Linked DNA regions of Rattus norvegicus: region 1 is linked to region 2. The links are chromatin contacts, called in public Hi-C maps. All regions are on one chromosome and are shown on one strand. The core of a region is the stretch at or near the end of the contact, and the rest is flanking DNA. Distances in the headings are between cores, read along the strand shown. Region 1 overlaps Pecr (peroxisomal trans-2-enoyl-CoA reductase). Region 2 overlaps Mreg (melanoregulin).

What was found. A called contact is a pair of places that touch in the nucleus more often than the background predicts.
Region 1: a contact with region 2 is called in a Hi-C map of liver, with 2.2 times the contacts expected there. The contact joins two enhancer-like sites. A contact is called at or near these places in 2 of 12 Hi-C or Micro-C datasets (both in liver).

What each region holds. Positions count from the first base shown.
Region 1 is chr9:81,364,654-81,369,870 of GRCr8, forward strand. Pecr (peroxisomal trans-2-enoyl-CoA reductase) reads right to left here. Exons shown (of 8, transcript NM_133299.2): 2 at 3,060-3,193; 3 at 1,523-1,688. Among named protein-coding and RNA genes, the nearest start is that of Pecr, 8.5 kb to the right of the region's middle. Within about 2 kb of position 3,913, at least 2 of the 93 cell types and tissues checked have an H3K27ac peak or open chromatin away from gene starts, as enhancers often do. A contact at or near this core is called in liver, where this site is marked.
Region 2 is chr9:81,255,937-81,261,490 of GRCr8, forward strand. The region is part of intron 2 of Mreg (melanoregulin); the gene reads right to left. Among named protein-coding and RNA genes, the nearest start is that of Mreg, 33 kb to the right of the region's middle. Within about 2 kb of position 2,610, at least 6 of the 93 cell types and tissues checked have an H3K27ac peak or open chromatin away from gene starts, as enhancers often do. A contact at or near this core is called in liver, where this site is marked.

The DNA of each region.
Region 1 (5,217 bases), core at 2,663-5,162, 110 kb after region 2:
GAACAAGCAAGAAAGAGTGCTGAGTTTCCAGTGTCCAGATGAAACAGATCCTAAGTGGGTTAAGTCTTTTTTCCTTTCTAATTTCATTCAGTCCTAAAGGGGATCGCTTTGAGTTTTTTCTCCTTTCTTCTGTCTTGTAAGGTGCGCCACTAGGAGTATTTAGTGAATGCGCTGGTCTAGACATTTGGAAAGGTTCCCTTCTCTGTAGTTATTCCCACACATTTACATTTAATTGTACAGTAGTTTCTTTTGTTGTTTTCATTTTGGTTTTTAGAGACAAGTTTTCTGTGTAGTCCTGGCTGTCTTAGAACTTGCTCTAAAGACCAGGCTGGCCTTGAATTCAGAGATCTGCCTCCTGAGTGCTGGGATTAAAGGAGTTCACCACCACCCTTAAAAAATAGGTTTTTTTAAGGATTATCCTTTTTTTTTCAGTTTCATTTAGACAATCATCAAACCTATTCACAGAATCTTAGTAAGTGATTTAGTGGGGATCAATAATAGTAAAACAACCTTTGAGCCGGGCACGGTGTGAAGGTGGAACTCTCTCTGAGTTTGAGGTCAGCCTGGTTTACAGAGCAAGTTATAGGACAGCCAGGACCACGCAGAGAAACCCTGTCTTGAAAAACCAACAAAGCAAAACAAAACAAAGCCAAAAATCTGCCCCCACAACACACACGTGCGCACACACACACACACACACACACACACACACACACAAAACAAACCAAAACGACAGCAACAAAAACACACCTTCAGTACGGCATTCCAGACACAACTACACAGAAAGCAGACATTCCCCAAAGGCAAGGTTCTTCTCGAAAAATTTAATCTAAATCTAGTCTTCCACAGGACAAGAGACACTTTGTAAATTAATGTCAGGCCGTCTTAATATCGATTTCTTACAGAAATAGCATTAACTCTAAGGAAATAAAAAAGCATGGATCTCTGACAGATTCAGCTCACACAGAGGAGGCACAGGGGCTGGGGAGGTGGCTCAGTGGTTAAGCACCAACAGCTCTCACAGAGGATCCAGGCTCTGTTCCCAGCACCCACACGGTGCCTCACATCCATCCAAAAGTGCAGCTGCAGTGATCTGATGCCTATCCTCCCCTCATTAAGAGACTGCATGCCATGGTGCACATATATATACTCAGGCATACGAGCATATTACTGAAATAAAAAGATAAATTTCTAAAGAGGCACAAGCTAGCTGCGCGGTGGTGGCTCAGGCCTTCGATCCTAGCTCTTGGGAGATAGAGCAGGTGGACCTCTGATTTCAAGGTCAGCCTGGTCTACAGATGGCATTCCAGTAGAGACAGGGCTACACAGGAAACCACATCTCAAAAAACGAGAGGGAGAGAGAGAGAGAGAGAGAGAGAGAGAGAGAGAGAGAGAGAGAGAGAGAGGAGATATCAAATGAACGCTATTGGTGTGGGCTTCTGAGTCCCTAGCATCTCCTCCAGCCTTCCCTGGGATTCCCACTAAGGACACGTCTGGGTTTCGTGGCTCTCGAGACACTCGCCTGCTTTGCACATGTAGAAGGTGCCAGTCAGGTTGGTTTCAATCACAGCTTGCCATCCCTTCGCAGTGATGTCTTCAGCAGGAGCCATGAACTGGCCCCCTGCGTTGTTCACCAAGAAGTTGATCTTCCCATATTTAGCTAAGGTAGATTTGACCAAATTATTCACCTAAAGAAACATTGAGAGAGAAAGTTTAATCGCTATCCTGCGGCATGGCCCGGTTTTAGAAATACAATGCAGTTTATAGACTCCTATATAATGCATACTAATTCTAAATACTACAACCCAAACACATAAAGCCACCAATGACTAAACCCCCACACCCCACAGTGCGAACTTCCCACTGTGCTAATGAAAGACCCCAGCTTAGCAGCAGTAACGCCATTTTGCAAGGCTGTACTTAAGATGACTGGTTCAGGGAAAGGTTAGAACACTGAGTACACAGCAGCTGCCAAGCAAGATATGTTTGGTTGAAGGCCTGGCAACAGGACGACTGCGGTTGAGCACCTGACAATGAGAAAAGCCCCGGGAGAGGTCCCACACCCTGGGGGGGGGGGGCGAGTCAGCCGTTATGTTCCAAGAAGGTAACTAGGAAACTTGCCCCCGGGCTGAACCCTTGGGGGGCCGAGTCAGTGGTTATGTTTCAAGAAGGTAGCTAGGAAACTTGCCCCTGGGCTGAACCCTTGCCACATTAGAATCCACCAAGTATATCCCTGTAACCATGCATCTGCTTCTGTATGCTTGCTTCTGCTCCCCAAAATCCTATAAAAAGCCCATCCTTGGTTCCGTGGGGCACGCCAGTCCCCCGAGTGACTGAAGCGCCCGCAGGTGCCTGTGCCTGTGTATCCCGACAATAAACCAAATCCTCTTGCTGATTGCATCCTGTGGTGTCTCGGTCTGGTCTTTGGAGTTGGAGGGTCTCCATCCCGAGGGAAAGTTCTCCCTGAGAGCTTTTCACTATACTCATAAGCCAAGATTCTAACTTTGATGGCAAGACACACTGGTGAGTACGGATAACCCCAAGCACAGCAAACCTCAGTGGCATTAATTTCTAAGTGCCGACCTTTAAAAAAAAAAAAAAAGATGAAACCAGGTCAAAATGAACATTAAGAAACGCCTTACAGCAGTGTTTATCAAACTGGGGTCACAACCTCTTTCGGAGGAGGGCATCCAATAACCCTTTTACAGGATCTCATATCAGATATCCTGCATTCCAGATGTCAACATTCTGATTGATAACTGTAGCAACATTACAGCTGTGGAGTACCAGTGTAAATAACTTTATAGTCGGGGGTCACCATAGCATGAGGAACTGTATGAAGGGGTCACAGGATTACAAGGTTGAAAACCATAGCCTTAAAGGGTCTCTAGCTGAGAGGACATTTTTGCTTAGCTTCCCTCCTTCTGAGGTCACCAGCTCAGTAAGTTGGGAGCACAGGCATCAGTCCTTACAGGCTCTGCCTTCTAGTGAGCAGGGGTCAGGCACCGCTTCAGCAAAGGACACTGGGTAAGCACACTGCGCAGCCATGTTTGTCTTACCTCTTCTTCTTTCCTGATATTGCACTGTATGGCGGTGACTTGAGTGCTGCTGGAGGGAGGCTGAGAGGCTCTCAGTTCATCCACAGCAGCGGTTAATCTGTCCAGTTTCCGGGAAGCAATGACCACGTTACACCCTAAGGTGAAAACAGCCAGAGGAATAAAGAAAACATGCTTCTAAGAGCTGTCCAAACTAAGGGGCTAGAAGGAAGGTTGAGAGCACTGGCTGCTCTTCCAGAAGACCCAGGTTCAGTAGCCAGCACCCACATAGTGGCTCATAACTCTCTGTAACTCTAGCTCCAGGAAATCTGACACCCACTTCTGGTCTCTACAGGCACCAAGCACATACGTGATAAACAGACCTATAGGTAAAATACACATACATGTACACATAAAAATAAATAAATAAAGCTATCTAAACTACAAAAACTGTTTTGTGTATTCCTGTAAAGGGTATCAGTAGAAGAGGAATTAGGTTGGTTTTGGACACATTGAAGCAATAGGAACAGAAATGACTAAGAAGCTAGACAACACACACACACACACACACACACACACACACGCACACACACACAGGACAGGGAAGGGACAATTGTTTTGAAATATTCAATGTCAAATGCCACGGGACTAAAAATGAGTAGCCACCTCTGAGAGCACGCAAGTCCAAGAAGGGACCTATGGACAAACCATAGTACTATGAGACGGGGAGTTAAATGGACAGATAGGAGAGGCGCCAAGACTAGGTGGTGAACTTGGGCTGGCTTCTTCCTCACCCTCACTGACTTGTGAGAACAGTCTGGCAGCTTAAAACAAAGGCCTTGTGGGCCCTTTCTCCTGCTTGAAGGGCCTGGCTGATGGACTGGGCCAACAAGTTCAAAGCAGGATCAAGTTACTCAATAGTTGTGGGCCAATCAGCCATCTTCTAACTTATTGGAGGAAAACTCTTCAGAGACTTAAAAAAAAAAAAATCTCCAGCCCTCAAGAAGAGACTGGAATTTTTCACTTCCTGTGTCTTCCTTCAGCTTTGTAGAATCTTTTTCTCTATATCTGCTGCTGTGTGCCTGTGGTGGGTGAGTTCTCTCTGCTGCTACCTGTGTGCCTTTTAGTTCTTTAATTGCAGGGAAACGAACGCAATCAAGACCCCCAGACTGTAGGTATCATGATCACTGTAGAGAGCTTCTAGACTACAGAACAGAATAAACTTATTCCCAGCCTGGAAGTCTCTGGAAGTGGGAGAGATGAAGTGAGGACTTCAAGGAGGCTAGGCAGATGGTCACATGAGTCGTGGGAGAGGAGAAATGAAGGGGATTTTTACAGTCTTGCTTGGATTTCATCCAAGCCAGCACAGATCCGTGCATGGAAGGACAGGGACAAGGTGGAGCCCTTCAGAAGGAGCCAGGGAAGGAACCCAGCATTCAGTACCAGGAGTAGGGAATCTGTTGACCACCACCCCCAACAAAATCTTTCACTGGGTAAAGAGTGTAGCATTGGCAGGGAAGTGGCATTAGCCAAAGAAGAAAGGCTTCCAGGACCAAGTCTTAATTTTAAGACGTTGTTTGGAAATATCAAACTATTTTTTTTAATATTTTATTTATTTATTATAGATGAGTACACTGTAGCTGTCTTCAGACACACCAGAAGAGGGCATCAGATCCCATTACAGATGGTTGTGAGCCACCATGTGGTTGCTGGGATTTGAACTCAGGACCTCAGGAAGAGCAGTCGGTGCTCTTAACCACTGAGCCATCTCTCCAGCCCCAGAAATATCAAACTATTTTTAAGTAGCCGAGCTGCATCCCAGTGTGGCTTGGAGGTGGGGCAGAGAGCTACAAAATATTTATAAGACTATAGAAATAGCCAGCAGCAACAAGGTTCAACTCAATCAGCATCCAGAAAACAAAACAAAACAAAAAAAATCCTGAATCTGCAAAGGAGCAAGAAAATAATAACCCATACCGAGATATCAACCAATAGAAACCATCCTGGAAGTGACACTGACAGGGCTGGAGAAATAGCACAAGGGTTAAGGACGCTTGCTGCTCTTTTAAAGGACCCACGTTCAGTTCCCAGTACCCACATTGAATGGCTCACAACCACCTGCAACTTTAGCCCCAAGGGATGCTCTTTTCCAGCCTCTAAGGGCACCTCCACTTACATGTAC
Region 2 (5,554 bases), core at 1,360-3,859:
AATGACATCTTTAGGGCAAAAGACACTTACCCCAATCACAAACTCAGCCAGTTTTGGATACCGCACAGGGCGTACACAAGATTAGGCTCAGCAACACTCAGATATGGATGAGGAGATACGGAGGAAGCTAGCACTCAGTGCTCACTCTGGTGGCATTAGATTCAGGCAGATTCACTGCCTTCCACTACATAAACATCGATGATCCCACTAGGTCTCAAGAGAGAACGCCAATCCAACGGTTACACAATGGCCCTGATTAAACTATAAATCACACACACAAAAAAAACCCATAAAGTAATGAATTGAGAAGAGGAAGGAGGGACGGAGGGGAAAGTAAACAATATATTATGTATATGTACATGTGTATGAAATTATCAAATCACAAAATCAGTAAATAAAAAATAATTAAATTTTAAGAAATTAATGCTTTGGGGCTAGTGAGATGTCTCCAGTGTGTAAAAACGGTTGCTGCCAACCTGAGTTTAACCCACGGTACCCATATGACGGAAAGAGAGAACCGATCCTAGAGATTGTCCTCTGGCTTCCACACGTGTTCCATGGCATCCACATGTGTGAGGCCCCCATACACAGATAGATAGATAGATAGATAGATAGATAGATAGATAGATAGATAGATAGATAGGAAATGAATGCTTAATAAAATTGCACTGCAGGTTGAATTCATCCCCCCACCCCCAGCAGAATTCCTCCTAACATCTGCTTTATTAAACTCCCAGTTGAGCTAAGCCTACACAAAGCAAGTGGACACTTGGATAGAAAGCTGAGAGGGAACAAAAACAAAAAAACCAAGGTTGTAGTCCTTGTTGGGAGAACTGTGCGTGCTTTGTACTGAGCCAAAGATACAGTCAAAGGATGACGTGACAAACACCCTGGAGAGGTAAGACAGGAGAATTCCCTAAAGATTATGAAAGTGACAACTTTGCATGCAGAGGACACTCCCCTTTTTGATCACAAGAGGGTAGGGCAATCCTACTTCAAAGACTCTGCTTCAGCCCCTTCATATAACCCATTCCTTCCAAACCTCTGCCTGGGGACGCAAAGAAGCAATGAATCAGACTGCACACACAGCACGCACACACACACACACACACACACACACACACACACACACACACACATACACACACACACATACACACACACACAGAGCACACACACACACACACACACATATACACACATACACATACACATACACACACATACACACATACACACACAGCACACACACACATACACACACAGCACACACACACAAACACACACAGCACACACACACAAACACACACACACATACACACACACATACACAGCACACATACACACACACATAAACACACAGCGCGCACACACACACATACACACAGACATACATACACACACATACACACACACAAACACACACACACACACACACACACCGGGAGAGAAAAAATACTGAGACTTACCAACTTTATGCACAAAAAGAGCATACTCAGTATAATATGATAAAGTATTTTCCTTTTTTTTTTTTTTTCAGGCTATCAAGCCTGGATTGAAACACCAGATCCCTACCCAGCCCATAGTCTCGAGTCCTCTTTTTCTGGCAAGCCTCTGCCATCCCCACTCCTAGAGCTCCTTGGAGTCCCCCAAAGTTTATGTGGTTGCTTGGAAAAAGACCAGAGCAAACAGCTAAGAAGGTCGTGTCCTCAAGGGACATCTAGATTTACCCTTTTGCACCCATTTTCAATATTTTCTCTGGCACCGTCCACTGAAGCTGGGGGCAGGGGAGAAAAAAGGAACTCAGGGTAAAAATGAGGACAGAAGAAACAGAATCACATTCAGTTGGACAACTGAACAGAAAAGGTTCGGTGGCTGTAGAGAAGGCTGCGTCTACCACACCTGCCTGGGATCGCTGGCCCGGTACCTGGGCCTGGGAAATCATCGAGGGTGTCAGAACTCCTGGTTCCAAGTCACACACTGCACAGCCAGTACTAGCAACCTGTGTTCCCAAGGCACACTTCTGCATGCTGGGAGCTGCTCACAACAAAACACAAGGCTCAGGGGAGGAAGAGCTAAGCTCCTCTTAGCTCAGGTCCACAGAAGTGCTCTGATAGCAATGACAATAAACTAGTAAAAAAGCTGGGTGTGACCTTTCCGCACCTGATTCATAATTAAACTCGGCAATTATCTGTGCATTCATTAGCTGGTATTCATTAGCTACAGGAACTGACTCTTAAACTGCACAACCACAAAAGTGGCACAGCCAAACCAGCACTCGGAACAATTACCTTGTGGCACTGGGACCACGGGTTGCTAGTACTGGCCGTGCAGTGTGCGACCGGAACCAGGAGATCTGACAATACATCAACAGGAGTCCATGAGTCCTGTACCCTGATGATCCCCTTCCCCAGCACCCTGGGGACCTGAAGGCTGAGGAGCAGCTCTCCACCCCCTCCAGAACTGAACGACCTCCTATTTCCCACCCAGATGCAATCAAAGCCATCAAACAAGCGTGCGGCTCTTTTGCGTACTCCCACAGCTGAGTCAGATCGACATCAGGAAGTCCCAGTGAATCAGAGCCCAAGGCTTTCTGGAGTCCATGCAATTAAGAGCCAATTTCATTTATTCTAAGAGAAGCAAGACTGACAGAGAGCAGGAGTCAGGGCAGGAATGTTTACAAGGACAGAGCGAGGGAAAGGGCTAGGGTAAAGCTCTGGAGTAAACAGCTGGCTTTGGAAGACTGATGTAACGCCTCGAACACAGATGTGACCCACGGCTTCATGCACACTCAAGTCAGTCCACTTGGAGGAGTTCCACAGAGCCTGCTTTGGCCACTCCTAAATACACATCCTCCCCCATCTCCGCCCATTTCCAGAACACTCTGGCTAAAGCAAAGCGAATCCATTCAGAAAGGCATGGGGTAAAACAATCGTCAGAGACCATGTTATAAGATAATGAGGAGAAAATTTTCCTTAAGTGAAGCCTATTGCTACGAGGTAACACACCTGAATTGTATCCACGCAGTAAGAAAATGACAAAGTCAGAGGAATGTAAGCCTCCGCTGATCAGCAGTATCTACCCACGCAGATGAGATGTCCTCACCTAACCACCCGGCAACCAGACAACCTTTCCCAGATGTATCCATCCACAAACCCTCCTCACTGCTGGTCAAGACACACGCCACCTACTGCGAGCCATTTGTGAAATACTGACCTGTACCTTCACTGGACAGATTCTTTTTTTTTTCTTTATTAACTTGAGTATTTCTTATTTACATTTTGATTGTTATTCCCCTTCCCGGTTTCCAGGCCAACATCCCCCTAGCCCCTCCCCCTCCCTTCTATATGGGTGTTCCCCTCCCCATCCTCCCCCCATTACCGCCCTCCCCCCAACAATCACGTTCACTGGGGGTTCAGTCTTAGCAGGACCAAGGGCTTCCCCTTCCACTGGTGCTCTTACTAAGCTATTCATTGCTGCCTATGAGGTTGGAGCCCAGGGTCAGTCCATGTATAGTCTTTGGGTAGTGGCTTAGTCCCTGGAAACTCTGGTTGCTTGGCATTGTTGTTCATATGGGGTCTCGAGCCCCTTCAAGCTCTTTCAGTCCTTTCTCTGATTCCGTCAACGGGGATCCCGTTCTCGGTTCAGTGGTTTGCTGCTGGCATTCGCCTCTGTATTTGCTGTATTCTGGCTGTGTCTCTCAGGAGAGATCTACATCCGGTTCCTGTCGGCCTGCACTTCTTTGCTTCATCCATCTTATCTAGTTTGGTGGCTGTATATGTATGGGTCACATGTGGGGTAGGCTCTGAATGGGTGTTCCTTCTGCCTCTGTTCTAAACTTTGCCTCCCTATTCCCTGCCAAGGCACTGGACAGATTCTTACTTCTCAAGACAATGTGTCAGAGGCAGGAAGGTGGCTGAGGGGTAAAATGCTTGCTGCCTATGCCGGAGGCCCTGAGTCCAGATCCTCATCACCACATACAGTTGGGCAGGCTCTACCAACGAACCCAGAGACCAGGGAACAGTGACACAGGCAGAGGCTGGCCTCTGAGCTCCGGAGATCCTCCATCTCTATCGCCTCACTGATGAGCTTTGAAGGCAATGCCACCGTGGCCAGCTTTTAATATGGGAGCTGAGGATCTGAACTCAGATCCTCACGCACTTTACCCACTGAGCCACTTTGCCAGTCCCAGGATATTTGGCCAAATACCTGTACACTGTAGCCTAAATACTTTGACATAGAAAATCAATCTTAACAAAATAAATAAATAAATAAAAATAAGCTAGACGGTGGTAACACTTGGGAGGCATTAGGCGGGTGGACTTCTGTGAATTTGAAGCTAGCCTGGTCTACAAAGTGAGTTCCAGAACAACCAGGGCTGTTACACAAGAAATCTTGTCTTAAATAAATAAATAAACAAATAAATAAATAAGGTGGCCAGACATAGATGGTACATGCCTTTAGTCCTAGTACTTGGGAGGCAGAGGCAGGCCTGGTCTACATAGCAGCAAGTGCTAGGCTAATCAAAGCTCTATCATAAGACTATCTCAAAAATAAATAAATAAATAAATAAATAAATAAATAAATAAATAAGAAAGAAAGATGAATAGGAACTGAGGAAGAGACTCGGGCACTAAATCTAAGTTGAACCTTCCCTATCATTGTTAGCAAGATGAACTGACACCCAGACCCAGAAGTTAGCTCCTTTGGAAAATGGAAACAATCTTCCTAGTGCCACAATTCCCCACATAGAATACCCTGGATACTTTTAAACTGCAGTCACACATTCCAGTTTCCTGAACTTGGAAAATGTCTCAGTATTTTTTTCTATAAAAATCTGTGTCTCTTCCTTTATCAGAACTGCCCTGATAATGTTGTTTCTGCTTACGTTTATAATAACAGGCAGTTATTAGAAGAAATAAGAAGTATACAGTTCTCTGTCCTGGGTCCACAGACCCTGGTCACCTTCCTTTGTCTGTTCTGTAATCATCATGGACGGAAGCCCATTTCTCCTCAGACAATATTAAGAAGAGTCAAGTAACATGTTTGCTTTTCTTGCTTATTTGCTCTCTGAGAATGACTAGCTCATTCACTCCACAAGACCACTGTGAGAAGCTTCTCAATGCATCCACGCCTGCTGCAGACAGGCATCTCTGGTGCCCTGGATCCTTAAAGGTCAATGGACCTTGGCTTGGTATTAATCCTCCGTCTCAAATGTATAAGGGGTGTACTGGCTGGTTGTGTGTGTCTACTTGACACAAGCCAGAGTTATCACAAAAAAAGGAACCTCTCTTGAGGAAAAATGCCTCCATGAAATCCAGCTATAAGGCATTTTCTCAATTAGTGATCAAGGGGGGAGGGCCCAGCCCATTGTGGGTGGTGCCATCCCTGGGCTGGTGTAGTCTTGGGTTCTATAAGAAAGCAAACAGAGCAAGCCAGTAAGCAACACCCTTCCACGGCCTCTGCATCAGCTCCTGCCTCCAAATTCCTAGCCTGTGTGAGTCCCAGTCTTGACTTCCTTTGGTGATGAACAGCTATGTAGAAGTGTAAGCTG